Regions from separate parts of the Sus scrofa genome. Here region 2 is linked to region 1. The links are chromatin contacts, called in public Hi-C maps. All regions are on one chromosome and are shown on one strand. Each heading gives the region's core, a stretch centred on a gene start, on an enhancer-like site or on the middle of the called end of the contact. The rest is flanking DNA. Distances are from core to core; before and after follow the strand shown. Region 1 overlaps SPIDR (DNA repair-scaffolding protein). Region 2 holds the start of SPIDR (DNA repair-scaffolding protein).

What was found. Hi-C and Micro-C count contacts between places; a contact is called where the count stands out from the background.
Region 2: a Hi-C map of liver shows a contact between it and region 1, with 5 times the contacts expected there. The contact joins the promoter of SPIDR here to the enhancer-like site in region 1. A contact is called at or near these places in 3 of 47 Hi-C or Micro-C datasets (liver, skeletal muscle and subcutaneous adipose tissue) and 1 of 2 datasets of contacts at active chromatin or transcription factors (alveolar macrophages).

The regions. Positions count from the first base shown.
Region 1 is chr4:79,955,276-79,960,292 of Sscrofa11.1, forward strand. All of the region lies in intron 10 of SPIDR (DNA repair-scaffolding protein), which reads right to left. Among named protein-coding and RNA genes, the nearest start is that of CEBPD, 85 kb to the left of the region's middle. Within about 2 kb of position 3,611, at least 19 of the 83 cell types and tissues checked have an H3K27ac peak or open chromatin away from gene starts, as enhancers often do. A contact at or near this core is called in alveolar macrophages, liver and skeletal muscle, where this site is marked.
Region 2 is chr4:80,187,527-80,192,991 of Sscrofa11.1, forward strand. It overlaps SPIDR (DNA repair-scaffolding protein), which reads right to left and starts at 3,218. Exons shown (of 20, transcript XM_021090636.1): 1 at 3,053-3,218. The coding sequence starts at 3,085. It overlaps LOC106510093 (a long non-coding RNA gene), which reads left to right and starts at 3,363. Exons shown (of 3, transcript XR_002343696.1): 1 at 3,363-3,568.

The sequences.
Region 1 (5,017 bases), core at 2,361-4,860:
TGCTGGTTGGAAGGTAAGATGGTGCAGACCCTCTGGAAATGGTGCGGCAGCTTTTCAGGAAACTGAACACATAACTGCCCTATGACCCGACAACTGCACTCTGTCCCAGAGAAATGAAAACATGTTCACACAAAAACCTGTTAATGAATGTTCACAGCAGCTTTACTCATAACAGCCCGGATGTCCTCCAACAGAGTAACATCAGGTCAAACTCGGGCATCCATGGCCCGGAGCACCCTCAGCAACAGGAAGGGACAAGCTACTGGAGCAAATCTCCAGGGAATCATGCTGCGTGAAAAAGCCAACCCCAAAGATGACACACTGCACATGTATACAACACCAAACATTCTTGAAAGGGGAAAATGATAGAAATAGAGAACGGATCAGTGGCTGCCAAGTGCTGGGGTGGGGGCGGGGGGAGGTGGGCCCGAGGAAAGGGGTATGATTATAAAAGGGCATCAGGAGGGATTCTGTGGTGAAAGAACTGTACTTTTCTTACAACTACATGTGACTCACAGTGATCTCAATAAAAATTTTCATTAAGAAAACAAAAAAATCCCATTCGAAGTAAAGCAGTGTTTAAAACTCTACTGAACACAAGCATAGCATTCACTCCCCAGAAGTGCCTGTGGACGCTGTGCTGCACAATGATTACCATGACCCCTGCTTCCACCACAAATGCCTACCAACAGGAGACAGGAAGCAGTGAGACCCAAAGTGAGAGGCTTCCTATCACTACAGCGATGGAGCTGAGGCCCTGGAGGTGTCCCTGTGCACAGGACGGCATGGGCCTCCCACCATGCCCAGGCAGGCCGGGGGGACATGTCCAGATATCTGAGGCACAGTGGGACACACACACTCAAGCCAAGGCCTATGCTTTTCCTCTTCTGGGTTTGCTCTAAGCAGTAGTGCTTTACTCTCAAAATACACGAGTAGTTCTACACAGTGATATCTGACTAGAAGAAATCTTTCTTCCCTCTTTTCCCTTCATGTTAGAAATCTACTTTTCCACATCTTTATACCTGTTTTTTAAAATCGACTCACACACATCAGGTAGCATGGCATGGAGGTCCTGCAAAAGGTAGTAGCACAGTCCTTGTTTTCATGGCTCTGTACCGTCCCTTTTGTAAGAAAAGCGCTGCCACCTATATAGCCAGAAGCAGGAAGAGGCAACAGTGAAATGCCCAGGGACATTTACTTTCTTTCTTCATCAAAAAGTCTAGGCAATTTTCTGACTGGATACATAACTGACTTTTTGTTTAAAAATATGTTTTAGACTTTAAGAAATGTTATTAATATTAATTTTCCAAACACCAGATTATAGCCACCTGCTTTAATGGCTATGTTCTTTATAAGTGAAGCAGACAGTAACTGCTCTCACTTCAAATAAAAATAGTACTTGTAGTTGTGCTATCCGTGCCAGCGTGGGACTAGCAGTAAGTGAGAGTAACTGTGCTGATGTTGTAACTGGTGGTCCTACAGGATGGGAAGTACCTTGGCACCACACTGACAGCAGCAAACTGCTGTGAGGCACACAGACCTCAGCCTCCTGACCTTCCACAGTCTTCTCTGAGCAACAGGAAAACTTAAATCCACCTCTCCTAGGTGCTAGCCTTTTCTAACACTGCTGTACAGGTGCTGCATGGCATTTTACGTGCTTAATAGCTCCTCAAAAAAGCGAACAAAAACACAAACACTTGGCATACTGTAGGTTCTCAACCAAGTTCCTTTTCCTCCCTTGAGTACATAGTCAAACTGAAGTGTTGGATAAAGGGAGTAAAAAATGTTGACAGGGTGCTGACATTCTTCAGGCTAAGACAAAATGTTTCATGATTTCAACCTAAAAGAAGTATTATAAAAAGACTAGAAAATAATATACAAAATAATTATACAGTGAACAGAATTTGAATAATTTTTCTATTAGTGAAAATCATGAAATTTTCCATAGATGTCACCATGTCACTTTTACCATTTAAAAATTACACCAAAATATTAATGGAACAGGTTGTCACTTCCATGGTCACACTATTTCATGCACAAGACGGGCTGTGAGCAGTGCGTGTTGAGCAACGCTGCTTCTCATGTGAGCTCTGCCAAGCCTGGCCCACGCTCGGGTGCCATGTGTTAACTCTCAAATTTCAGAGTAGGTAAAATTCTGCAATTTGTTTGAAAAAGATGGGACTGTAGTTCAACTTTTATTTCACAATCAGTAGAATCAATCACAGTATGGGATATGTTGCAATTAAATAAAAATGTAAATATTTTTGTATGGGATGTAATGCAAAAAGTTGTGAAAAAAACATTTCCTACCCCCCTATCATTTTCCTAAAAATAGTCCATTCCAAAAGGTTTAACTCAAAATATGTTCTGTTTGGGTGTTGGGGAGGGGGATGTGTGTGCAGAATTCTCTTCTACATCTGTGACTCCTGCAAAAATATCTGGCAGTACATTCAGTTCTGCGTCTTAAAACCTCACAGGGCCAATTTAAAAATAATATTATAAATGTTCGTGGTTATCATCACTTAACTAATCTAAAGCAACAAAACACTTGGCTCCACAGTTTTCTCAGATCATCCTGAGGTAATGGCTGAATCCTGGACTTTGGTCTCACCAGAAAGGTAGTTTGTCAAGAACTAAATTTCATATAAATCAAGGAGCTGTATTTCACTGGCCTTTTAGAAAATAAACTACCATTATAAATGAAAACCGTATGTTGATTCTCTGAATTTTTGGTGAGTTGTGAACTCTGAAAAATCAAGTAAGAATTCTTCATCAGCTTGTCATTCCCTTTCATAGGTTCAGAACAAATAAATCTAAACCTGTTTTTCAGATGCAAATTTCCTATTCACCATTTGTCCTAATATATTTATTGTGATGATTCCAGAATTCAGTGCTTTTCTGTAACTTTTTAAAGATCTGCTGTAATATTTGTGTGGTTTTTAAAATTCATTAATACATGAAATGTGTTATGAGGTAAGACATATGTGATTGTAGATGAAAGCCTAAATTCTTATTTTCAGTAACTAACTGTATGACCTCAGTAAAGATTTTCCTTAAAATCTATTGTAATGACTAATTTCAAAGCCTGAAGCCAAAGACAGTAGCCTTTACTGTCCCCACTGCTTCTAGGCCTTGGGGACACCAAAGAGGCTGCCTGGGAGGAGCAGACCTGGAGGGAGAACGGCGCTCCTGGGGGCGGCAGGACCAACCCTTCTCCCTGGCCCTCCCTCAGGACATTGGGGTTGGTGGCATTCTTGCCATGCCCATGAAGGAGGCCTTTGACTTGGTGTGACTCTGGCACTATGACTTCCTGCCAGTAGTTACAGCTATTTTACTGTTTTTGAGTCAGCAGGGCATAGAAAATATGTTAGGGACCTGTCATGTCAGATCAGCCACATGGATTCACTCAAGGTGCAGGAGGCACAGATTTGTGAACAGCTGAATGAGAAGTTGCCTCTTCTCTAGAACTTTCAGACACCTTGCAACCTAGGCTGGTGTGGAAGGCATGACACACATTTGGGTAACAAACAGAAGCCATGAGTCCTCTAGGTCCTGCTCCCTGGGAGGCAGCCCCAAACTGCCCTTGGACCAGTGTGTCTGTCACATGCACAGTCGATGATGCAAGGCTCACAAAGCACTCTGCACACTCTGCCATGTTCCAGGACAATGTAAGGACATGACTCTCTGCTTGCCCAAGGTCATGAGACCAGGGAGGCCACCGGAGCTGGCGCTGAAGGTGAGATCTGAATTACAAATCCTGGATTCCTTCTCACTTCCCCTATTGCTCTTCTCAGAATTTACATTAACACTGTTTTCAACATAGTTTTATTTATATTTTTTCATTTTGCTTTCTATTTTCCCCAATGTTCATTCTCTCACTTGTAAATCATAAATGCTGGTATAAAGGTTTGATTTTTTTTACCTTACTTTTGCTCATAAATTTGCTGTGCTACCTGTGTCATTTTGCAATTCAACATATTTGAGAGATCAAGCATGCAGAGAAATGCCAACATTTCTGAAGTCACATTTTACCACATGTAAACTATTTTACCTGAAAATTAATATATTAGGCACTTTAATTTTACACTTTCTTTTCAGTATATAGTTCAACAATACATAAACATATACCTATACCTCCAAGTGTTATTCTGATGAGCAGTGTGGGAAGTTAACAATTACATTAAACACCAGCTGAAAATTCTCTTTTATTTTATTATTATTATTTTTTTGTCTTTCTTCCATTTCTTGGGCCGCTTCCGCGGCATATGGAGTTTCCCAGGCTAGGGGTCTATGCCAGAGCCACAGCAATGTGGGATCCGAGCCGTGTCTGCAGCCTACATCACAGCTCACGGCAACGCCGGATCCTTAACCCACTGAGCAAGGGACTGAACCGGCAACCTCATGGTTCCTAGCCGGATTCATTAACCACGGCACCATGACAGGAACTCCTCTCTTTTATTATTTAAAGGAAATTCAAGACTAAAGAGATTTACCTCTTTGTATTCTTCATGGGGTGGCAAACTATGGCCTGTGAGCCAAATTCTTCCTGCCACCTGTCTTTATAAATAAAGTTTTATTGGGACCAGCGCATCTCCTCACACACTCCTGTCCAGCGCTGCTCTCATGACACAAAGGCTGAGGCCAGTAATGGGCATGGCCTACAAGTCAATGCTTGCCAACCCTGTTCTGTACGATGAGAACAAAATGAAGCCCCACTGTGAGCTAGGCACCTCACCTTGCCTCCTCGTTTAATCCCCAAAACAACCCCGTGCAGTGGACGACAGTCCAGCCCCTGTCTCCATCCTAACAAATGTAATCCCTAAATCTCTGAGACTGTTGGCCCCTATTCTGGGGGAAAAGAAAGCGTCAGGAGGAACCCAGGGCAGCTCTGGATCTTGGGAGAGGTGGCTGTGTCTCGTCGCACAGCTGCTGGGAATCCCAACCCGTGTCTGCATGACTTCATCACTTCAAACGCCTAAGTTCACTTCTGCAAATAAATTAGGTTTAAAAGGAGAAT
Region 2 (5,465 bases), core at 1,968-4,467, 230 kb after region 1:
GTTTGACCCTGGGTAAATTACTTAACCTCTCTGCTCTGACTCAGTTTCCTCATCCATAAAATAACAGTACCTATCTCAAAGGACTTTTGAAAAAATTAAATGAGTTAATACACATAAAGTACTTACCACAAGGTAAGTCCAAAATAAATTATTATGTGTTCAATAAGAAGCAAAATAGGAGTTCCCATCGTGGCGCAGTGTTTAACGAATCTGACTAGGAACCATGAGGTTGCGGGTTCGATCCCTGCCCTTGCTCAGTGGGTTAATGATCCGGCATTGCCGTGAGCTGGGGTGTAGGTTGCAGACGCGGCTCGGATCCTGCGTTGCTGTGGCTCTGGTGTAGGCCGGCAGCTACAGCTCCGATTCGACCCCTAGCCTGGGAACCTCCATATGCCATGGGAGTGGCCCAAAGAAATAGCAAAAAGACCAAAAAAAAAAAAAAAAGAAGCAAAATAATGCCTAAGCAGAGGAATAACAATTAAGATGGGGCCTAAGGGAAAGTCATCTCAGAAGATGGAATGGAAGCATGCTACATGGTTACACACAAATATTCCATGCATGAAGTATTCTGGGCCTGACCTAGGGTGAAAAGAGAAAACAAAGAAAGAAGCGAAAGAAAAAAAGAAAAAGAAAAAAACTTCCTGGGGCAAAATTATCTTGGCAGCCAGGCTCTAAGATGGATCACCAGCTCTTGGCATCCACAACCTCTACGGTCCCACACTATACCATTTTGATCTATGTGATTAATAGAAGACATGGCCTATCACTTCAAAGATTATGTTATAAAAAGACACCAGGGCCTCTTTCTTAGTTGCTCCCTCACTCTTGCTCTTAGGAAAGCCAGCTGTCATGTTGTGAGCTGACCTATGGAATTGGCAAGGAACAATTGCCAACAATCACAGGAGTGCTTAGAAATGGATCCTCCAGCCTCAGTGACCCTTTATTTGATGCGACTTGGGGGAAACTCTAAGGTGGAACCACACCAAGTCATTCTCAGATTCCTGATCCTCAGACACAGTATGGGAAATAAACATCTGTTTTAAGCTGCTTTGGTTTTGAGACAATCTGTTACAGAGTAATACATAGTTAACACAACTACTGAAGAGAAAAACTGGCAAGGTCTTGAAAACTGATATAATGAAGAGAGTAAAAATGAGTATCAAGTCAAAAACATGAACATTTCTAAGTCAGGATGGAGTTTAAGTGTCTGACATTATTAAGCATTTGACCACCAAGTGGCATCCATTTCAGAAATCCATCCTGAATAGATGCATCTCCAGCTGTATGACACAGCTACTTGCAAAACCACCAGGTAAGGAACTACATACACCTCCTCCCATGAAGGGCTTTCTTTCAAAAGCCTTGGGTAATCTAGATAACTGACCATCACAGAGTAACGCTGCGTCTCCCTAATTCCCGGTATTACTTAAAAATAGCCAATGAAAGTAAACCCCAAAATTCCAGACATTTGATCCTCAAACTAATAAAGGCTGACCCCAAGTATGCCATCCCTCTCGCTCTCCCTTTGTCCCTCTCTATGTCTCTCTCCTCCTGACCTTGCTGTGTAGCCCTTTGGTGTACAACGTACTCTCCAGGACCTGTAAGGAATCTTGTTTTGCAAAGTGCCCTGATGGTTTTTGCTGAAGTGCACCTTGCCATCATAATTAGAACCACAAGATCTGGTCCAGCCATAACAATGGGTGGGCAGGAGGATGTCTATGGGAGCTTTGGACAAATAATACAGGCTGAGACCTATAAAACACAGAAGAAACTGTTGACTAGGCGCCTTAGTGGACTGTGGTCGAAAGAATGATTTCACAATACACTGAGTTTAAGCTGAACTCAAGGGAAAGGTCAAATACAGATCTGAAAATCATCATCAATGTATGAGATTGCCCAGAACAAACTTGTAAAGAGGTAAAAAAGCACAAGGTCAAAAGTTAGAACCCGCAGGAAGACAGTAAAGAGAAGTAAATGAGCAGTTGCAAGACAGAAAGAGAAGCAGGTGGCAAATACGTCAAATGCTACAATGACCAATGTTATATTGGATTGAACAGTTCAATATGCTTCCTTGGGAGTTCCCAGCGGGGCGCAGCGGCAACAAATCTGATCAGGAACCAAGAGGTTGTGCGTTCCATCCCTGGCCTCACTCAGTGGGTTGAGGATCCGAGGTTGCGGTGAGCTCTGGTGTGGGTCATAGACGCGGCTTGGATCCCGAGCGGCTGTGGCATAGGCCGGCAGCTGTAGCTCCAATTAGACCCCAGGCCTGGGAACCTCCACATGCCATGGGTGAGGCCCTAAAAAAAAAAAAAAAAAAAAAAAAAATATATATATATATATATATATATATACACACACATATATATATGTATGTATGTATATATATGTATATTTCCTGGACTTTTCCTATGTCTAAAATCAGGATGTAGCCCACAATCTACAGGTATGCGTGTCATAGGCTTCTTTTCCTCCCTAAAGTGGTTATAAAACTGGCAAGGTGTGTGACACTCACTCAGTGGTATCCCAGAAGCGAGGAGATACGGTAGTGACAAGGGGGCTGAGCCATACACGGACTATTCTTTCAGATGGTTTTTTGGTAAAAGGAGCGGAGTCAAGAAAGGAAGCAGTGTCTGCTTTGATAAGTTTTCGGTCAGATGAGACAAGCATATTCGTAAGCAAGGAGCTCAGAAACAGCTTTCGAAGCGCCAAGGGCACTTACACTCCGAACCAGGCTCCCCACACGGACCCCGCGCCAAAGGCTGAAGGGCCAGGGGAGGCGACGTGGCGCAGACCCGGCGGGGACGCAGCCCCTCGCGGACCCAGGACGCCGCCGCCGCTGCCGGGGTGCGACCGGCAGAGACCGGCCGAACCCTGGGAGGTTCAAACCACACGGCCCTTCTGACCCGCCCCGGTCGCCCCACGCCCGCGACCGCCGCCCTCCAAGAGAGCGGCTCCTCCCGCTCTGCCTCAGACGCGGGCCGCTTCCACACTACGGGCGCCACAGACCCCTGGCCTACCCGGAGGAGGCGGCACCCACACGCCCAAAGCCTACCTTCGGGCCGCGCGAACCGCCGCCGCGGGGCATGTCCCCGCACGCCGCGTCCTCAAGAGCGCACCACCCCTCAGGGAGCCGGAAAGCTGCTCACCACCGCACCAATTCGGCGCGCCGCGCCGCACCACGCGCTACGATTGGAGGGCCTCGGGCTGAGGGCAGGGGCTCTCCAGACGTACCGCCCCCCAGGCGGGCCGCGCCGCATCGCACATTGTGATTGGTGAGCCCTCAGTCTGGGGGTGGGGACTCTCCGGGCGCACCGCCCTTCCGACGCGCCGCGCGGCACCGCACGTTGTGATTGGCTGGACCTCGGATTGGGGGAGGGGATTCTTCGGGCGCACCGCCCTCCCGACGCGCTGCGCAGCAGCGCGCGCTGTGCTAGGCTGTTGCTCCCGCTGGAGTGTAGTTTCCTCTAGTACCCCCGCCCCCCGCACCCGGTTGGCCGCTGGGAACTCGGTAGGGACGCCAGGTCTGGATCAAGGTTTGCTGCGGTACTCCTCCTACCTATACCTGGAGGTGAGTCCTGCGGAGCGCCCCTTGGACAGGCCGAAGCGCCGCCTTGGGAGCTATTAAAAGTCCGCGCGCTGTTTTTCAGATAAGGCTCGTACATATTGTGTTTTGTTAGGCAAGGACTCGCCTTAATAAAAATAAGTGATAACCCAAAGTGGGCTATGAATTCAACAATCGATACTTAAGGAATGGTTGCAGCCGTAAATAACCCGAGATAGGGGTGCTATTTCCCCACCTGCTGGGAGATAAGGGGGTTAGTATGCAAACAAGAAATTTTCAAGTTCAGAGACGCCAGAATCCCTGTGGGACTTGTTATAACCGGTGACTAGGTCTTAGACTCCTAGGGTCCGGAGTGAGGCCGGAGAACCTGCATTTCTGATGAGTTCCCAGGTAACGCCGTCCTGCCTCACTTTGAGAACCAAAGGCTGTTCCCTTCCTTAGACCCTGCAAGCCAGTTTGCTTAAGTGTCCCAGCATTTGGAGAGTAGATTCAAAACGGAATGCAATGGGAAGGACAGAGTATAAAGGGAATTAGGTTACAATGTCATAGGGAAGGAGTATTCACTAATAAAGATATGTCTGTGGTAGAGAAAACTAACACCGTGATTTAAGGTGAAAAGCGTCAGCCAGGGCAGGAGGGAAGGGTTCCCATTGGTACCCTCACAAGTATGGCAGAAGTGGGGTTTTGGTCTTTTGCTGCAAAAGCACTTTTGTGTTTTGCAATTTAGCCGTTTTCAGTCTTTTTCTCCTCCCTGGTGCCTATTCTTTCACCATATTGTGTTTGAGTTCCAGTGCCTAAGCCACAACTGCTTAGTATAAAGTAAGATAACTGCAATCACCGAAAAAAAAAAAAAGTATTAGCTTGAGGTAGACCTTACTAATAATGTTCCTGTCAACACTTAGAATAAGATAAACTGGTTCTAAATGTGGGTAGTTTAGGATTTAGAATATCGAGCCTCTGCCAGGGACTCCCCAAAGATTTGCTATTATTACCTCAATTAGACCTTACTGAAGCAGGAGATAGATGGGTCCCAGGCTGAGCAGCTGTAATCTGTTCCCTGTGGCAGATAACTTCAAGATAAAGGCTGCATCCTGCTTGGATAAAAGAGAGATCACCTTTTTCTCATTCTTGAGGTCAAGGAGACTTCCAGAACTACACATTTGCAAAAAGTTTCCTCAGGGTCAGAGAAAGGAGGGGTACCAGACCATAGTACATCCTGTCAACTTCCCAGAGACCCTTGTGCAAAAATCCATCCTGAGGGCAGGGCCCTGAGTCAGGTCACAGCCAGACAGGCAAGGTGACTGGCCAGAGGAAGCCCCAAACTGGCTCTGATGGCCACAGGAACTCACCTCTGAAGGTGAAACCTGGAGGTGTCCAAAAGTTACCATTGCTTTGTTACCATGCTAGGATCTCTGCCCCAGGGAAGGATTTGTACTCTGCTGGGCAAAATTCTTCCATGTGCAAAAAAGCATGGAAGACTGCGCATGCCCCAGCTAGCCCCAGCTAGCCCCACCTGCCTCTGAAAATCTTCACCCCTTTCCTAGAACCCTGGTGAGAAGTCTGCCTCCTACCCCTTAAAATTCTCTTACTCCCTTCCCTTCAGAGAATTCCCTTACCCCCTCTCCATTCTCCATTCCTTGGTCAATGACTAAAGTTTCTGCTCTGCTTTACCCAACTGCATTACTTTGATTGGCATTTGCAATTCCAAGCAAAGGACGCATTGAGGGAGTCACTGACCTGTTGGGGGTCAGTAACAAACCTGTTCATTTTCGCAGACATTTTATCTCTCTTATCAAAGGCCTGTCTGTCCCACATCTATGACTGAGCAGGACCCTATGGGGCCTTCCTGGGACAGCTGCTTTAGCTCCTCTCTAAAGTACCTAGATAACAGTGTCCGATGCAT